Linked DNA regions of Ovis aries: region 2 is linked to region 1. A link is a contact called in public Hi-C data. All regions are on one chromosome and are shown on one strand. The core of a region is the stretch at or near the end of the contact, and the rest is flanking DNA. Distances in the headings are between cores, read along the strand shown.

What was found. A called contact is a pair of places that touch in the nucleus more often than the background predicts.
Region 2: a Hi-C map of liver shows a contact between it and region 1, with 3 times the contacts expected there. The contact joins two enhancer-like sites. A contact is called at or near these places in 8 of 16 Hi-C or Micro-C datasets (blood, hypothalamus, liver and 3 more).

The regions. Positions count from the first base shown.
Region 1 is chr1:36,289,556-36,292,937 of ARS-UI_Ramb_v3.0, forward strand. It overlaps LOC105612174 (a long non-coding RNA gene), which reads right to left. Exons shown (of 6, transcript XR_009599378.1): 6 at 2,662-3,244. Among named protein-coding and RNA genes, the nearest start is that of NFIA, 27 kb to the right of the region's middle. Within about 2 kb of position 2,101, at least 36 of the 54 cell types and tissues checked have an H3K27ac peak or open chromatin away from gene starts, as enhancers often do. A contact at or near this core is called in liver, where this site is marked.
Region 2 is chr1:36,869,597-36,873,261 of ARS-UI_Ramb_v3.0, forward strand. No RefSeq gene overlaps it. Among named protein-coding and RNA genes, the nearest start is that of TM2D1, 90 kb to the right of the region's middle. Within about 2 kb of position 2,320, at least 13 of the 54 cell types and tissues checked have an H3K27ac peak or open chromatin away from gene starts, as enhancers often do. A contact at or near this core is called in liver, where this site is marked.

The DNA.
Region 1 (3,382 bases), core at 851-3,350:
AGTGAGTCATTGTTACACAATTTGGAAAAACAAAAGTACTGAAAGGAGTATAATTTTCCTGCCAAATAATCCAATCCTTTCATCATGAACTGTTACTATTCCATGGATGCAGGTATCAGCAAAAATATTTAATATTCAAAATTACTTATTGTAAATAATTTTTGTAACCAAATCTACAAAGGACCATCACTATGGGTCAGATGCCAGGATTTTGCCATAGCTACATTATACAAAAATTTTCAGTGTGATAGTATGCTATAAAGAGATTTGGTTGGTTTGGTCACTAAATATGTTACTCATATTTGTTAATGAGTAACTAGATCAACTCATTGTTTGGCTTCTCCCATGGTACACACGCCACCTTCCTCCACCATCAATATTTCCTTATGAAATGTAATACTCGACCATTGCTAAAGGCCATAAACACCATCTTCTACCACACCTTCAACATGGCAAAACCACCAAGATGCCACTTCTCCAAGTGACCTTTCCCAATAACTTGTAGCAGTGTCCCAAAGCTAGTTGGAACCATATTAAGTTATGGTGCAACAGAGGCACCTGGATGTATAATCAGAAGAGCTAGGCTCTTCATGACCTGGCTCCACCACTTCTCTGAAGGATTTTAAGTGACCCCCTATTCTCCTACTCTCTAACCCCCAACCCCCATATACCTGAACCAAGCTTTCCTCTTCTATGAAGAATGAACTTGAGGTCCTACTTCATGGAAGTGTTATGAGAATCACATGCACATAGTAGGTGCTTAAATTGATGTTAAAGGTAGATTCTGAAATGTAGATCTGAGTTGTTGACATAGGAAAATTTCTTGAAGAAACAAAATATACCAACTATTCTTTGTATCCTCTTTATTTCCTCATATTCAAAATGAGAATAACATAAACAATGTAAGGTGATAAAAATGAAATGAGATAATACTGTGTGTGTGCGTGCTCAGTTGTGTCTGACTCTTTGTGACCCTATAGATTGAAGCCCACCAGCCTACTCTGGCCATGGGATTCTCCAGACAATAATAGTGTGGTTTGCCATGCCCTCCTCCAGGGGATCTTCCCAACCCAGGGATCAAACCTGTGTCTCTCTCTAGTCTCCTGCACTGGCAGGCAGGTTCTTTACCACTAGTGTCGCCTGGGAAGCCCCAAAATAGCAATAGTAAGTTATCCATATTAGAATGCTATTATTTGTCTAAGAGGAGGGGATTAGCTAGAGAAAGTAGTTATCACAACTTCTACTGACGGGTCCTTCTAATCAGACACTCATCTCTCTCTGGCTCGCTCTACCCTCTTCTAAGGCCCTAATCTTCAAAAAACAGAAAACAGTAGACAAGGGCTTATAAGTTAGATTTGTTAGAGTAAAAGACATTTTTTTCCTTATTAAAAATCGCTGAAAGCTCCCTCTAGAAGGCATCGCATAGTACGCTGTTTAACTCTAGAAAGGATCCTGTCAGACAGGTATCACTATTCCCCTTTTTAAAGGATGACGAAATCAAGACTCAGAAAAATCAAGTAACCTGTCTAAGGTCACAGGGCCACTCTTAGTGAAACAAGCTGCACTCCCTCGGACTAGCCCGGAGGAGGGATTTCTTTGATCCACGAATTCCCGGATTCCTGTGTTTACTACCCCAACCCCCTACTCCCCAAAAGTTCATTCTCAGTGCCCTCGGGACTCCCTCTTCTTCTAACAGTTCCGTTAATTCTGGAGCTCAGAACTCAGACTCAGGATCAGAGAGACGGCTCCCTGGACAAAACCGGGCCCTGCTTCTTCCCCTGGGTCTCTTTTTCTTGACCGGCAGTTTCTCCCCTTCTCCCTTCTGCAATCTGGAACTCGCCTGCAGGTGGCGCCCTGATTCGCTCGGGGAACTTGGAGGGCGAGGACACCGGTCACCAGCGGCCTCCCTTCAAGGCCATTTTAAATAGTCCCTTGGCTGGCGCCCTGCACAGGAACCCTGGTAATGCGGTCATGCCCCCCGCCCCCGCCCCTGCCCCAGCCCGGTCTCTCTTCCTCTCCCCCGCCTCGCCCCTCCGCTCCCGTCCCCTGCCCCCTCCGGCCGGTGCGGTGCGGGAGCTGTCTGTCGGCGCTTCCTCCGAGGTCGGGCTAGGGAGCGGATCTCCAAGCGCTCTAGGCCGAGCCTGGGGCTCCGAGGTGGTGCTCCGACCCCAGAGCCTCCGCCGGCCCTCCCCCTTCCCCCATCCCCCACCCCCGGTGCTGCAGCTGTAGCGGGGGTGGAGGGATCGGGGGAAGAGTGTGACCCGTGAATGCTGGGCGAGGCGGGGCAGCTTTAAAAACTTCTGAAAGGCCACGTTCAAAGCCTCCAGGGACCGAACTTGGGCCGGAAGGCGGTTTCCACGGAGGGGGCCTAAAAGGGGGCGGAGGGTGCACCTGCAGGGGCGGGAGCGCGCTGCCTGGGAAGAGGGTCTGGGTACCCAGGAACCCTGAAGCCCGGGCCCGGCACTCGCCACCTGGCCCCAGCCTCCTCCGCCCCAAGCCCTTGCCCCCTCGGGGAGCCAGCGGCCCCTCCCGGGACTTTGCTTTCATCCTCCCGGCGGGATGGCAGTGGGGCGGGGTGGGAGCCTTTTTGGGCCGCGTGTTCCCTGCGGGGTCTTCCTTCCCTCCGGCCCCTCCTTAAGAACCAGAGGTTTTGCAGCAAAGTTGAATTCCCGGATTTTAATTCCAGTCCACCCGGGTGGGAGACGGCTGAGGAAGTGGGCATCGCGATGGAGGAAACGTTCCCACTTTACTTCCCACCCCCATAAAAATCACTGGGGAGGGTGAGAAGGAAGAGAAAAGGAGAGGAGGGGGCCCACGCTGGGGGTGAGGAGGTGGGTAGAGGGTGGCCAGGGTCGCATAGTGGTGAACCGGATAGTGGTCCGGGCGGGCGGCGTCTGTGCGCCTCGGCTGTGCCATCTGGGGGCACATCGGGAGGGGCAGCCGCTGGCCAGGGCCGCTCTTGAACAGACAGCTGACGCGGTCCCTCACGGGTCAGAGGGGGAAGGACTAAAGGGATTTTCACTAGTATGAGGATCTCCAGGCCCAAAGTCCTTCCTCTTGAGGCTCTTGAATTAATTAGGTAAATGATTTCCTTCATTGGTAGTTTCTGAAGAAGACATTTTCTGGTATCTTCTGAAACGGAGCGCTTTAGCCAGGTAGCAAATACAGGGAGGGTTCCCTTAGGACGGTATCCACTCCTGCAGTCTCTCGGGGCGTGAACAGATGGGTGGGTTAGTGGGAGCACCTGGGGATACGTAGACATGGAATCGAACAAAGCTCCTGAGTTAAGGAAGAAAAAGAGCTACTGAAAATAGAGTCGCTTGAAAATAAACAACATAAATTTTATTATTTTGCTTGGCGTTCTTTTCCTTGATCTGAGAAA
Region 2 (3,665 bases), core at 1,070-3,569, 580 kb after region 1:
CAGATAACAGGGTGATGAACTCTACATGGGGTACTGACACATGGTGATAGCTATGAAAGACTTCAGAGGGGTTGCATTTGAGAAGTCTTGAAAGACAAGAGTTTGTCAGTAGAGCAGAGGATGGGGGAGGGGGAATTCCAAGAGAAGGCAACAGCAAAAGATAAGGCATGCTGCTGCTAAGTCACTTCAGTCGTGTCCGACTCTGCGCGACCCCATAGATGGCAGCCCACCAGGCTCCCCCATCCCTAAGATTCTCCAGGCAAGAACACTGGAGTGGGTTGCCATTTCCTTCTCCAATGCATGCAAGAGAAAAGTGAAAGTGAATCACTCAGTCGTGTCTGACTCTTAGCAACCCCATGGACTGCAGCCCACCAGGCTCCTCTGTCCATGGGATTTTCCAGGCAAGGGCACTGGAGTGGGGTGCCATTGCCTTCTCCAAAGATAAGGCATAAGGGTCCTAAAGAGGACAAGGTGCTCAGAGCTAGAATCCTCAGGGTGAAACCACAGGGTGTGTGATCCAGTCTGGAAAAATCATCCTTCCATTCCAAAGTCTGAAAAACATGACCAGTCTAGTCTGACTTATCTGCTCTTAATTGACCCAGGCAGAGAATTCTCTTTCGTGTAGGCCCCAACCAACAAGGACCTCTTACTGTGACCACTGCCTGAAGACTGCCCACGGTTACCTGTTGAGATGAGCAGCAACGATCCTAATCTGTCCCCACACTGGGCCAAGGCCTCAGGGTCAGGCCATCTATGGTGCCTAGAAAGATGTGGCCATCGGACTCCCCTGGAAGTCCAGTGGTTAGGACTCTGTACTTCCGTAGCAGGAGGCACAGGTTCAATCTCTGGTCAGGGAACTAAGATCTACATGCCTCTGAGTGCCACCAAAAAAACAAAAAAGATGTAGCCTTAGCCCAGGTGGTGCTAGTGGTAAAGAACTTGCCTGCCAAGGCAGGAGGCATAACAGATGTGGGTTTGAGCCCTGGGCTGGGAAGATCCCCTGGAAGAGGGCATGGCAACCCACTCCAGTATTCTTGCCTGGAGAATCCCATAGACAGAGGAGCCTGGTGGGCTGCGGTCCATAGGGTCAAAAAGAGTCAGACACGACTGAAGTGACTTTGCACGCATGCACACAATGCTCATGTGGGCTGGAGAATACAAACAGAATGGCTGTGACCTCTAGTATTATCAGTCTGGCTAATTGGTAGTACAGCTGCCCCTATATAACAAAGAATGACCGCTACCAAAAAAGTGTGTGTGCACGTGTGTGATCTTTAAATTTTAATAGCTAGTCAGACAGTCCTTAGAGAGAGAATTGGCAGCTTTGGCCTGGAGGCTGCTCCCCCACCTGTCTCCAGGCACTGCAAACACAGCTGTGTAAGAAGGAGACAGTCAAAGCTTCCAAGGAAAGAAATGGTACCGTCTGGGGGAGTGAGGTGGGGGAGCGGACTAACAATGGGAGCGCCTTTCTCACAAACCCACTTGGGACAGGGCCTGTCTAGCAACTGCAAAAATTAGCAAGGAGGACATGATCAGGCTTTTTTTTTTCCCCCCTCTTTTTTTTTTTTTTTCTTCACTGTAAAATCATTGAAAACCCAACTCAATGGCCATTTTAAAACCATTTTTTAAAGGATGAGACAGAGCACACCATTCAAGTGGAGAGGAGAATAAGGCAGCATGTGTTTCTGGCAAGATTCATATTCAGGTATCCTTCTCGGATGGAGGTGAAAAGGAAAGACATTCACGCTGTCACAGAACTCGGAGTTCCTTACACAGAACGCAAGACTCCCTGGGCAAGTGCCTAGAAACTTCTTCTTTATCTAGATTTCTCCAGACTGCGAATTGCAGGCATTTTTTAAAGTTCAACTCTTAAGAGGAAAAAAAGTCAGCAGAGGCAAGATTTCAACAGATGTTAGCAGTTCTAGAGTGGTCAGGGGGCTGCCGCTCCCCAAAGAAAGGGGAAATTCGCAAAGGGAAAGTAACAAGTCGTTTTGGAAGAAGAAAACCCCAGCAAGGAGGTATTTTCCGTATCATTTTAATCACAAAATAGCACGAATGCGGTCTGTGCCTGCGTGCTACCCAAACGTCGATCTGAATACCACTGAACGCTGGTTTGAAAATTTCCATTTTTGTAATTTGCTTTCCTTTGTTAAGCCAAGACTTGAGAGAAACCTGGCAGTCGTCTCCAAGTCTGGCACGATTTCCCTTCCGACCCACTCGGTTGGTGGGGATGTGGAGGGGACCGCACAAGAGAGGAGAGAGAGGGAGGGAGGTGGCTTGAAACGCGCCCGCCCGCCCACCGGGGCCTGCGGAGGGAGCAAGCCCAGCGTCTCAGCCAGGGGGTTTGGCTCCACCTACAGGAATCTGAGGGCACTCGAAGCAGATCCCTCTGCCGCCACGGAAACCAAAGGTGGGGACTCGGACAACTGCTGGAGAATTTCCCAGCCAATAGGAATGGGCTCTAAGGAGCTGACGGTAAGGAATCTGGAGGTAGGGATCGTCATCACAGCGGTGTGTCAGATCCAGCTCAGGGATTCGTACTTAGGGAGGAGAAAAGACTTCATGCCTCCCCTATAACCTATGATTGATTTCACGCGTAAAATGTAAGCCCCATCTGAGGACAAGGGCAGTGTCTGGTCCGAGTCCAGGACCAGCATACAGCCACTGCGCTCAACTGCTTATGAATGAATGAACAGACAAATGAATCTAACCCACTGGATAATACACACGGTTAAACATCAGAGATCTAACGTGATTACAAACGCTTTTCCCTCCAGGTATATTTATGAGTTGTCAGGCATTTTGCTAATGGCTAGTAATTGCTGAAAAAAGCGACTGCACCATCCACACTATTCCAGCGTTCCACCTCCAATATGGGCAACACTAGTTAAGAACCACTCATTTCATCTGATGCCCTTAATTTGCAGATGAGTAAATAGAGGTTTGAAGAGGGGTTTTGTTGTTGTTGCTGTTTTGTTTTGCCCCCAGTCATCCACTTTGTGGGTGATAGAACTGGTTTGGGGCTAAAATTTCCTGACCTTCTCTCTGCTGTCTGTTTTCTAAGGCAAGAGATTTGTTCTGCTGGACGGTGGAATGGCCTGACAGATACACTTAGCTGATTGACTCGCAGGCGGAAGTTAGCTCCCCACCTACCTGTTGTCCTGACCCTGAGCTTCTCTCTCAGGTTCTGCAAGAGACTGAGGCAGCTGCTCCTGCTGCTTTAATCCAAAAATCAAACGCTGCCTGGAACTGGTGCCAACTGGTTGCTAAACTTACAAATTCAATTTTTTTTTAAAGCCTAAAGGACGGAATCTTTGAGCCTGCGGGTTTGTAAGCCACAAACAGGCAGGTGCTGTGTTTTAGCAACACAGGTGTCTTATATCGAATATCTAACACATGTACTTATCCAAAGTGCTTAATAAGCATTTATTGAATTTCCCAATGATAGTTATGGATGAAGATGATATTTACCAATTGAAAAAGAATTTTTGCTGTAGGCAGTTATCACTGTTTCCAATTTTTTTTTAAAAGAAGATTCTTCCTGTAAATGTGATTCTGTTTGCATTGTGTCAGATAAATGATGATGTAGTGAAAGTTGGAAATGAGAAGATCCAGATTCCAACCACAAGCCATCTATAAAATGGAAATAAATAATACTGTTATGA